3 separate regions of the Mus musculus genome follow, and all the other regions are linked to region 1. The links are chromatin contacts, called in public HiChIP or PLAC-seq maps. All regions are on one chromosome and are shown on one strand. The core of a region is the stretch at or near the end of the contact, and the rest is flanking DNA. Distances in the headings are between cores, read along the strand shown. Region 1 overlaps Trim33 (tripartite motif-containing 33). Region 2 has its middle 11 kb from the start of Gm40113. Region 3 has its middle 28 kb from the start of Gm40113.

Evidence for each region. HiChIP or PLAC-seq counts read pairs in DNA pulled down with a chosen protein or histone mark.
Region 2: a contact with region 1 is called in an H3K27ac HiChIP or PLAC-seq map of embryonic stem cells, with 11 read pairs. The contact joins two enhancer-like sites. A contact is called at or near these places in 1 of 15 datasets of contacts at CTCF or cohesin (the NIH/3T3 cell line), 2 of 484 Hi-C or Micro-C datasets (bone marrow-derived macrophages and nephron progenitors), 7 of 115 datasets of contacts at active chromatin or transcription factors (CD8 T cells, embryonic stem cells, epiblast stem cells and 2 more) and 1 of 9 other capture datasets (liver).
Region 3: an H3K27ac HiChIP or PLAC-seq map of embryonic stem cells shows a contact between it and region 1, with 5 read pairs. The contact joins two enhancer-like sites. A contact is called at or near these places in 1 of 15 datasets of contacts at CTCF or cohesin (the NIH/3T3 cell line), 1 of 484 Hi-C or Micro-C datasets (nephron progenitors), 4 of 115 datasets of contacts at active chromatin or transcription factors (embryonic stem cells, extraembryonic endoderm stem cells and trophoblast stem cells) and 2 of 9 other capture datasets (adipose tissue and liver).

Annotation. Positions count from the first base shown.
Region 1 is chr3:103,307,549-103,311,310 of GRCm38.p6, forward strand. It overlaps Trim33 (tripartite motif-containing 33), which reads left to right. Exons shown (of 20, transcript NM_053170.3): 2 at 2,761-2,879; 3 at 3,276-3,420. Among named protein-coding and RNA genes, the nearest start is that of Trim33, 30 kb to the left of the region's middle. Within about 2 kb of position 1,908, at least 21 of the 459 cell types and tissues checked have an H3K27ac peak or open chromatin away from gene starts, as enhancers often do. A contact at or near this core is called in embryonic stem cells, epiblast stem cells and trophoblast stem cells, where this site is marked.
Region 2 is chr3:103,205,990-103,209,751 of GRCm38.p6, forward strand. No RefSeq gene overlaps it. Among named protein-coding and RNA genes, the nearest start is that of Gm40113, 11 kb to the left of the region's middle. Within about 2 kb of position 2,047, at least 32 of the 459 cell types and tissues checked have an H3K27ac peak or open chromatin away from gene starts, as enhancers often do. A contact at or near this core is called in embryonic stem cells, epiblast stem cells and trophoblast stem cells, where this site is marked.
Region 3 is chr3:103,222,517-103,226,278 of GRCm38.p6, forward strand. No RefSeq gene overlaps it. Among named protein-coding and RNA genes, the nearest start is that of Gm40113, 28 kb to the left of the region's middle. Within about 2 kb of position 1,910, at least 8 of the 459 cell types and tissues checked have an H3K27ac peak or open chromatin away from gene starts, as enhancers often do. A contact at or near this core is called in embryonic stem cells, where this site is marked.

The DNA of each region.
Region 1 (3,762 bases), core at 658-3,157:
GGAAATAGTTTTAGCGTGGCACCCTTAAGAAAGGGAATATCTTTTTAAAAGTTGTGATCTTACAAGTGTGCATTCATATAATATGATTGAACATGCTTTAAGAAAGTTTAAGCCTATATAGCATTGTTCAGTTTTCAAATGTTAAGCCTTTTAAGTCTTAAGAACTCTTAGTAAATATAATCTTATTCTATATTTTACTGATTTTTTTAAAGCTAGTAGTACTAAAAGTTGTATGGCATTTCCTCCAGTTTGAAAACGCCATTATCATATGAACTAAGAGAATGTAAAGAACAGTATTTTCTGCCAGACCTGTTCCATTTCCCCATTTTCTATTTTAAAATATTACATTTTGAAGTGGAATATTTTTATATCTGAAACAAATATAATAAATGAAATTAAAGTAGGGACGGAGTTTAAAAGACAATTAGTGCTAGGTAACCATGTTCTTAAAGCACTCTTCCTAAGCTCTTGGCTTTTAGCTACTTTTCAAAAGGCCGATACAAGCAACTCCATCTTTTTTGGCTTGTTTTCATAGTGTGTGTATGCCTCTGGGAAATACTGTAAAACAGCAGTTCTCAACCTGTGGGTCTCAACCCCGTGTGGAGTGTCAAACAGTTCTTTCACAGAGGTTGCCTAAGACCATTTGAAAACATTAGGATTCATAACAGCAGCAAAATGACGGTTATAAAGTAGCAATGAAATAATGTTCTGGTTGGGGGTCACCACGACACAAAGAACTGTAGCACAGGGCGTCAGCATCAGGAAGGCTGAGAGCAACTGCTTTAGAATGAGGGTGTGTGTACTGCCAAGTGGATGAAAAAAGGGGGTGGGGTGAGTCTTTAGTTGTCCAGGCTGAGTGTCCACATTCAAGTGATTCTTGTGCATCAGCCTCCTGAGTAGCTGGAACTACATATGCTTCCCAGGACACCTGGATAGGTTGAGAACTTTGTTTACATTTTCACTTTCTGTCAGAATGATTGTATAGATTCTGCGGTTTGTGTACTTTGCAATTCTTGGAGACTTTGTTATACCTTGGTCTTTACATATGGTGTTTTCTAGAGTTGTGTGTTATACACCATAAAGAACACTAAATTTAGTCTTTGGATTATATTTGTTTTGTTTTGCTTATTTGTTTGGGGATAGGGTCTTGCTATGTAGTCCAGACTGGCCTTGAACTTAGGATGATTCTGTCTCTCAGGTTTTAGGATTAGCAACACCTTCCATCATATCCAGCATAATGTCTTTTATTCTTAAGCTATGTGTATGTGTGTTTGTGTGTATGTGGATATGTGCACATAAGTGCAGGTTCTCTTGGAGGCCACAGGCATTGGATCACCTTGGAACTGTAGTTACAGGCAGTTTTGAGTTTACTGACATGGGTGCTGAAATCATACCCAGGTTCCCTGGAAGTGTGGTCTGTTCATAACTGCTGAGCCATATCATCAGCCTAGACCATGTCATTTGTGTTGTATATGCACCTTCCAGTGCCATGGTTGACATGCCAGTAGTTTGTTTTATTGATTTCTGCATTAATTTTTAATTCCTTAAGTTTCATATATTACCTCAGCAGTTTATCCTGTCTAATAGATAGTAAAACATGAATAGATAAAAGCATGGGTGCTTTTTCTCCTACAATCGTATAGATTATATTAAGTACCAAACTAATCTTTATAGAATGCTTGTTTATTTTCTTCCTCTTGCGTGAAGAGCTTGATTTAGAATACATACACCTCGTACTCTTAAAAGCTCTGGAGGAACGTCGTCAGGACTGATTGCACAGGTTTTGGGTGAAGAATTCATTCATTGTCTTCTTAGCTTTTAGTGGGTACCTTTCTTGGCACATCATTCTAGTCTTCTGATTCAGCTGTTGTGCTGTTGCGTCTGCGTCTGAGTGCTAGAGTGGTGACTCAGTGGCTAAGAATGTTTGCTCTTCTTCCAGAGGACCAGAGTTCAGTTCCCAGCATTCATCCAAGGCTTAATTAAAACTGCCTGTAATTTCAGCTCCCAAAGACCTAACACCTTTTTGTTTTTGTTTTTGTTTTGTTTTGTCTGTTTTCTGAGACAGGGTTTCTCTGTATAGCCCTGGCAGTCCTGGAACTCACTCTGTAGACCAGGCTGGCCTCAGAAATCCCGGCTGCCTCTGCCTCCCAAGTGCTGGGATTAAAGGCGTGCGCCACCACGCCCAGCCCCTAACACCTTTTTTTTTTTTTTTTTAAATCTCCTTTGGGTACCTGAATACATACACACACCTGCCTCATTCTTACAGGTTCACTCTGAATAATTCAGAAATCATTCTATATTAAGCACCTTGATGAGATCTTCCTCCTCCCCCACCCTTTTTGAGACAGGGCCTTAATTATGTAACCCCAGTTGTCCTGGAACTATGCAGATTAGGCTGGCCTTGAACTCAGAGATTCGCCTACCTCTGTCTCCCAAGTACTAGGATTAAAGGCATGTGTCACCACTGCCCAGCTGCAGTTTCTTTTATCCATTTATAGGCTTTGAAAGATTAGCATTTCTTTTAGGACTGTCAGCTAATTCTGTATTTTAATAAAAATTTCTAGTGGGAGCATTTTAATACATGTTTTCCTTTCCCAGATGGGTATCATTTTTCTCCAGGGAAATAACTCAAACTGCTTTGTTCATGTCTTTGGTCTTTTTTTGTAGTACACAAGTGGTTTCCAAATGGGCTTTATGCAGACTTTCCTGCTTTTCCTTTTGAAGAACATTAACCCCTGCTTCCTCTTCTTTTTTTTAAAGTTGGTGTAATACGGTGTCCAGTATGTCGTCAAGAATGTAGACAGATAGATCTTGTGGATAATTATTTTGTGAAAGACACATCTGAAGCTCCTAGCAGCTCTGATGAGAAATCAGAACAGGTATGCACCTCAGGTTCTCTCTATACTCATATATATTTTTCTTGTGGTTAAATGTAAATTATAAGAAACAATATTTAAGTAATTTAGGTACTTCTGCTATAGCTCTATCTTTCAAATTAGAAATAAAGATTACTCTTCCACACCCTAAGACTTGGTAGAATAAAATAGTTATTATTTAAAAAGTTAAGTTTTATATAGATTTATGTTCTGAATATTAGATTTTTACCTATCTAAATGTTATTGCTAAAGAAATGTTTTTGAAGATTAAATGAATAACAGTGATTTTATGCTTTTGTATAATTAATGGTTTTTAAGAGCAAGTTACAAAGTTTTCAGTTATTTTGTTAATCTACATTTGGCAAATGTAATATAGATTAGTGTTTATTTCTTTTTTAGGTATGTACTAGTTGTGAAGATAATGCAAGTGCAGTTGGTTTTTGTGTAGAATGTGGAGAGTGGCTGTGTAAGACATGCATTGAAGCACATCAAAGAGTAAAATTCACTAAAGACCACCTGATCAGGAAAAAAGAAGATGTCTCAGGTACGATACATATAGTTGCTGTCTTGCTGTTTTCTTAAAAAAAAAAAAAAAAACTTGTGCATATGTGTATGTGTACACATATGTACACACCTGTGTATGTGTATGCCATATGTATGCATATGTACACTCCTGTGTGCCGCAGTGCCTATTTGTGGATGTCAGAGGACAACTCAACAGGAACTGGCTCTCTCTGCATTTGAGTCCCAGGGATTGAACCAGGCTTGGCAGCCTGTGCCTTTATCACTGAGATGTCTTGTTTGTCCCTGTACACATAGTTTCAATGACACATCTAACCGTTTGAACTTAGAAATAGCATGTTTACTTATTTATGATCTTTGAATA
Region 2 (3,762 bases), core at 797-3,296, 100 kb before region 1:
AAAGCCGGGGTTCAATTCCCGGCATTGACTAGTCGTGGTAGTGCTTGTCTGTTACTCTAACCTCAGAAGGTAAAAGCAGAAAGATCCAAGAAGTTCAGGGTCATCCTTAGCTACATCGCCAATTCTTTTTTTTTTTTTTTTTAAAGATTTATTTATTATTATATGTAAGTACACTGTAGCTGTCTTCAGACACACCAGAAGAGGGAGTCAGATCTTGTTACAGATGGTTGTGAGCCACCATGTGGTTGCTGGGATTTGAACTCTGGACCTTTGGAAAAGCAGTTGGGTGCTCTTAGCCACTGAGCCATCTCACCATCCCTTTTTTTTTTTAAAGTCTTTTTTTTTTTTAAGATTTATTTATTATTATATGTAAATACACTGTAGCTGTCTTCAGACACTCCAGAAGAGGGAGTCAGATTTTGTTACAGATGGTTGTGAGCCACCACGTGATTGCTGGGATTTGAACTCTGGACCTTCGGAAGAGCAGTCGGGTGCTCTTACCCACTGAGCCATCTCACCAGCCTACATCGCCAATTCAAGGCCAGCCTGGTCTACATATGACCCTGTCTCAAAACCAAAACTAACCACAAAAATAAAAACCAAATGATGTCACACTTCCTCTTTAACCCTAAATGATACCATGTGAAAGTTGCAAGTGTGGACTTCCTCTGCAGTATACTTGTGGGCTTTCCAGTGAGTGCTGTAGAAGTACCCAGCAATACATCCTGTTAACCGAGGGTGATACGTCCTTCCAAGATATAGTTCACACCAGTTCATTGTTTTCTTTTGACTGGTGTGCATGATGATGAACGCCTAACGGACTGTGGCTGCTCCTCTACAGAGATCTCACTAGACGGACATGTCTTGCCAAAGGGGCATTAGATCTTAGATGCCACACTCTTATTGGGGATGAGGCTACAAAGTGTTAGGAGGTCCCAGCAAGCACAAGGACCCTGGACTTGATTTCCAGCACTAAGCAACCAAGCACACAAGCACATAACCAACCATCAGCAAGAAAGATCTTGATGTCAAAATTTACTGAGGAATGTTGCTGTAAATGAACCATAAAAATTTTTCAACAGTTAAATTGTTAAGTAGCAAGATGAAAAGTTACATGAAAATTGTAATTGTTATGTGATTCGTTCCCCAGGAGACAAACTCTGAGGTGGAAATACAAATGCAGGAAGCTTATTGTTAGAGAGTATAAGAACCGAGGAGGTAGGGCTGAGCAGAAGCTAATCTGAGCTGTACGGTGGGAAGGCCCTGTACAGTGGCCCTGTGCGGTTCCTTCATGTAGCCCTGGAGCTGGGATGATGCTCTGGAGCCCCAAGAGGCTCTTCCCTATGTAATCCAGACATTCTTTTCCCTCCTCCTCCTCCTCCTCCTCCTCCTCCTCCTCCTCCTCCTCCTCCTCCTCCTCCTCTTCTCTCTGCAGGTGCAAGCCTTTTCTTTCTCTTCCTCTGGCCCTCATGGCGACTCCTCTGGCTTAATCCTTGGGGCCAGGGAATTTGTCCATGTGCAGCTTCCCAATAAACCTACCTTCAGTATAATCTGGTTTGAATTGGCTCATCTCACTGGTGGCCGAGAAATAACCTATCAATAACCAGCTCCCATAAGTTGTCTTCTGACCTCTACACACTTCCTCTAATATATATTGGACATGCATATCTAAAAATAGTTGTGGTGTAGTAGCCATGCGTATTGGCAGGAAGGAAACAAGCTCTGTGAGGTAAAAATGGAAGTCAAGCCCCTACTGGGGGGAAAACTTCTGACCAAGCCTCCTTTGTTGTTGTTTTCCCAAGATAGAGTTTCCCAGTGTAACAGCCATGGCTGTCCTGGAACTCACTTTGTAGACCCGGCTGGTTCGAACTCACAGAGGTCCTTTGTCTTCTGAGTGCTGGGATTAAAGACAGTTTTCTTGCGTATTTAAACACAATGGAACTTTTGAAATTATCACAATAAAACTTCAGGCTGGGCTACAAGCAAACTCCCCTGCTAAGCCCATCCGGTTTGCTCTTACCTGTGACCTTACCATAAGAATGGGTTCTATTGACTAGCTCCAGGGAGGAAGGATTTGTCATGAACAAAAGGTTCTATTGACTGAGAGGATTGCTCGGCTTTTGGGGGGTGGGGGGTGGGGATTCAGGTAAAGGCTGGCTTCATAGACTAGTAAAAGATCTCCAGGTATTAGCACGGCCATTCAGAGGCTTTTGGGTGGAAAAAGAGGCCTGTGTTTAACAGTTCTGATTTCTCCAGTGCTTATCTGTGAACTGTGCTCTATAGGGTATGGTAGCAAACATCTTTAATCCCAGTATCTGGGAGGCAGAGGCAATGAGATCTCTGTAAAATCAAGGCCAGCCTGGTCTAATGAGTGAACTCCTGCACAGCCAGGACTTTGTCTCAAGAAGGAAAAAAAAAAAAAAAAAAAAGTGTAGCTGAGTGTCTGTAATCTTTGAGTTTGAGACAGGAAGGCAAGGAGATCAAGAGTTCAAGGCCAGCTCAGGCTATATGAGACCCTGTTTGTCTAAAAGCAAAGCAAAAACAAAACAAAATCTATGACAGGCATGTTGCTCAGCGATTGAGCATTGCTTGGCATACACAAGGCCCTGGACTCAGTCACCAACACTGTAGAACGATATCATCCAGGAATGGTGGTACTTTCCTGTAATCCCAGCACTGGGGAAGGAGTCAGCCTCCTTGAGTACTCTCAAGTCAAGGCCAGCCTGGGCTTCAGAATGAGATATTTTCCCCCTAAATATCTTCATCCAATAATAATAATAAAACTGAAAGTATATTCCATATATATTCCATAGCTGAGCAGAAGATGTGATCAGCATATGAAAGGCTCATCCCTAGGACCAACAAACACACGAATAAAAAAAAGTGTGTCCTATGGCATATTATCTGGCCAAAGGGTCTCTAATAGTTCTCCATTCTCTGGCTTACTGGATAGACAGGCTTTATCTTGCCTATCTAAAACCTGACTTCTCACGAGTTCCCAGCAAAGGCCATCCAGTTCAGTCAGTAAGTAAAAGCAGACCTTTGCCTATGCCTTCACTCCCCTGCTCTGTCACCTCATCCCACAGCCATTTTCTCCATGGAGCATGGTAGGCTCACTGTTCAGTACTCTGCCTCCTCCTCTGGATTTGCAACCCACTCATTTGTTCCCTCTGTGTGTGTGTACCTGTGTACATGCATGTGTGCGTAGCCTGTGCATGTGTACGTGCTGTGTTTGTGTTTGCTTGTGTGTGGGTGTACACATGAGTCAGTCTAGACTCCTAGAGAAGAGCTTGTGCCCTGTGTGTTATGGCATCTATCACATGAACGAGCACAGGTTAAAATTTGAATAGACTGAGATGCTCAGAGACAAAGAGTACTTCAGAGACCTTTTAGTTCAGCCAACTTTTACAGTTGATCTAACAGAGACTCAGCCATCTTAAGTGGTGATCTTCCTGTGAGCTGCCATGGCTTTGTACATCCTGTGCAGTGTTGATTGCTCTCTAGCGTGTTTTAATGCTCTTCCCACTTGTTCTACCAGTCTATGGGCTTTTATAGGCCACTTCTCATTGACTGGCTTCTTGAGTGGTGTGGTTCCCTAAAGCTCTGTCTTGGGTCAGCTAATCTGCCATCCATTCCCGCAGTGTCAATGACACACTGTATCCTTTGTTCAGTCACGACAGGTGACACTTCCACCTGAATGTCCTGCAGATTCTCAGATTCAGTTATTGTCTTTGACCCCTCTCTCATCCATTTCTAGCCAAG
Region 3 (3,762 bases), core at 660-3,159, 85 kb before region 1:
CAGCTCCTGATCCCATACCCTACTTTGCTAGTGTCTCTAGGACCTGGGGAACCAGGTGATGCAATAGAACCCTTTTGGAAGGTCTGAAGGTACTCTAATGCTACATTTTTTCTTTCACTGTTTGGCTCTCCAAATATTGAAACAATGGACTTCAGGGATAGCAAGGCGTATCAGTAAACAGAAGCACTTATACACAGGCCTGACTATCCACATTTGACCTAACAGCCCACTGCAAATGGAGAGAAACAACTCCTGGGATCTGACCTTTGACCGTTCACACATGTTCACACACTCACGCAATAATAATTTAACTAGTAAATTAATTAAAACTGTAAGTCCCATAAAATTACAATTTCCCCAGGAGGCTCATTCTGGGGGAAGAAAAAAATCTGGGACCCTGGTGCTAGCCAGAAGGGAGATTTGTCTCCTATCTGTAAATTTTATGTTAAAGATCTGTCAACTTTTTAGACCTCCTTGCAGGAGAAGGCTGGACCAGAGACAGAGATAAAGGCAGGATTGCATCCTGACCAGGACGGCTTCCTTATGCACATCCCTGACCTCTCTAAGTCATGTGTCAGGAAGCCTGAGGATGGATTTCAGGGTGCTTGTGGGAGGCAGGTGGACACCAGGACACTTAGTTTTCATCTTCCCAAGCATTCCCTTTTCTGCTTTTCAGCAAAGTTTGTTTAATTATCCTGTTGGGGACTGGTGGACATGAGAAAGGACACACATGTTTTATGTGTATTTATTCTTGGCTGCAAATCACCAAAATAACAATAGGAGTTGTTGGGGTCATAGGACCCAGCAGCCCAAACAAGCCAGGCTTGGCCACCAGGCCTCTTATCACAGGAGCACCTGGATTAGAGATGTTTGAAACCACAGCTGGTTTTTTGTGTGTTCCAGAAATTGAACCCAGTTCTCCAGGCTGTGTAACAAGTCCTTTGAGCTGCTGAGCCATTTTGCCAGTGTTTTTTTATTTGCATTACATTTTTACTTATTAAGTGTATGTGTGTGTGTGTGTGTGTGAGTGTATGTGTGTGTGAGTGTGTGTGTATGTGTGTGTTGGTGTGCATATGTACGGGGGTAACTGGGTGGGTGTCAGGACAGCTCAGTCTGTCCTCTCCTTTTTCTATGTGGGTTTGGGTTTTAAGGATCAAACGCTGGTCATCAGACTTTGCACCTCAGTCTTCTTTACTTTTTCTTTCTTGCTTCCATCCTTTCTTTCTCCTGTCAGTCCATCCGTTCATTTGCTCATTCCTTAGTTCTTTCCTTCCTCCCCTCCCTCCCTCCCTCTCCCTCCCTTTCTCCCTTCCTTTCTTTTTCCCCAATGTTTTTATTTCTCTATTTTATGTGTAAGGGTGTTTTTGCTTGTGTCTGTGTACTATGTATGTGATGCAGTCCCCAAGGAGACCAGGAGAGGGCACTAGAAACCCCTAGAATTGGAGTTACACAGTTGTGAGCGGCCACGCGGGTGCTTGGCATCAAACTTGTGTGCTCTGGAAGCCTAGTGTTCTTAACTGCTGTGCCATCTCTGCAGTCCCCACAACCCCCTACTTTTTAGATAGAATCTTACTGTATAGCTCTGGCTAGCCTAGAACTCCACTGTGTAGATCAGGCTGGCCTCATACTCTTCTTGTTTTCCTGTCTCTGCTTTTGATTTGCCTCCCAAATGTTCAGATAAAAGGCAAGCGCCACCAAGCCTGGCCCCAGGAATATTCTTAATATGCAAATGTAAAATATGAAATTTTTATTAAGGCTGTGATGCATGTAAAATGTTAAGTGTGCAACTTTGTCAGAAAATTTTAAATTTTCGTTTCATAGTGAGAAGTGACAAGACTTCTCTACAATCTCTACAACCCATGACACTGAGAGTCAGCATGTCAGGTCCAAAGGAAACCCCCAGGAGGCCGTGCATATGTACAGAAATGGCAGGCTTGGCTCAGCTCGAGCGGGATTCTAGATGGACTGCTAAGCGCTTACAGCCAGCCTTAACCAGGAAACTTCGAAATGGGTTTCTGCCAGCCAGAGGACCACCTCCCTTTCCATATGTGTACCTGTAGCTGCAAATCCAAGTCCATGCTAGCCTCCCAGCCCACTCAGTCCCGGTTAACATTCTGGCTCTTTCCTCCTTCACCTTAAACCCAGGCTGCGCCAGTACACGGGCCGTCCTCCCTCCAGCTCCTCCTCCCCTCAGAACCCAGAGGATTTCCGCACCTGCTTCCCAACCCCCGGCCATGGCCAGTCTGTTTCTTTTTCTTGCTCCTTTGGATTTATCCAGATTCCTCCAGCTGCTTGTGCTCTCCCTCCCGCCTCGCCCTCCCCCTCCCTCTCCCAATAAAAACCTTCCCCTAAATCACGGAATGACCATTTCTTTACCCTGCCTTCTCTTACACAACATTAGCAAGTCATAGAAGTGTCTTCTGTCATGTTGACTTTAAAAAGTAAACTAATATGTTGAGTTTTTAAAGTGATTAAATTGTTAAGAATACGCTTTTATTAAATGCTCAGGAGTTGTCTATGTTACTTTTGCTAGGACAACTTAAAATGTAAATTTAAAAGAGTGCAGAGGCCATGAGGGCCCCGAGCTCCCAGAGAAGCCCTAAGAGAAGCAGGAGTGTCAATCACAGGGTTTCTCCTCAACGGAGGAGGAGGTAAAATCAAGCAACTGCATTCCATCCAGAAAGCTGAGAGTGGGGGCGGCGCGGGGGCTTTTTGTTATCTGTGGGGACAGACCTCGCCCTAATTCCATAGAATGATTATTCCAGATCCTTCCTTCCCTAGACCATTACCCAGCCCTAGGGGAGATGTCAAGTGTACTTTATGGCCTGCTGACCGCCATTCTGACCAGTCGGAGGCCATATTGGATTCTAAGCCTTTTAGCTATAGGATCCACCCTCATGGCCACATGTTCTTTGTGAAAGAGTTTCTAGGTAGTCACACTTTAAGCTTTATTATGCACCTGACATTGCAATGATTATGGGAATTATTGTAGCCTGGAGACTATTTTCCAAATTCTATTGTGTTTAAATATGCCTACAATAAACCACCTGGTGTTAGATTCTCTGCAGTCTGAGCCGGGTTGATAAGGCAATCTGCACCTGTTCTCTTAAGCTTTCTGACACCTGCTGGACCCCCTCAAAAGATTAATTTTAGGATTGGCCTGAAAGTAGAGATATTCTTATATGATTTCTTAGCTTTGCTCCACATGTTGTCAATATTCACTTGGGCTAATTCTGCTATTGGGATAACTAATAATAGATATAATGACTTTTTTCTTGTAACTAGTGTTATGAGATTATATAGTTTAATATCTAATTTTATGTGTGAATATATATACACTATATATATGCACATATATATAGTATATGCATATACACATATATAGTAAAACTATCAAGGAAAAAACAGTATTGTTCACAAATTGTCAATATTAGGGTTAGGGTATCTGTTATGGAATCATTAAATTTAAAATTTGTGTTTGTAACAAATATTCTTGAAATATGCAATATTTTAACTTTGGCATATACAATAGGATAAAAATATTATTTGAAATTTTGTTCATTTAAAAAGTGTATTTAGGGCCTAGCAAACACATAAGTGGATGCTTACAGTCATCTATTAGATGGATCACAGGGCCCCCAACGGAGGAGCTAGAGAAAGTATCCAAGGAGCTAAAGAGATCTGCAACCCTGTAGGTGCAACAACATTATGAACTAACCAGTACCCCGGAGCTCTTGACTCTAGCTGCATATGTATCAAAAG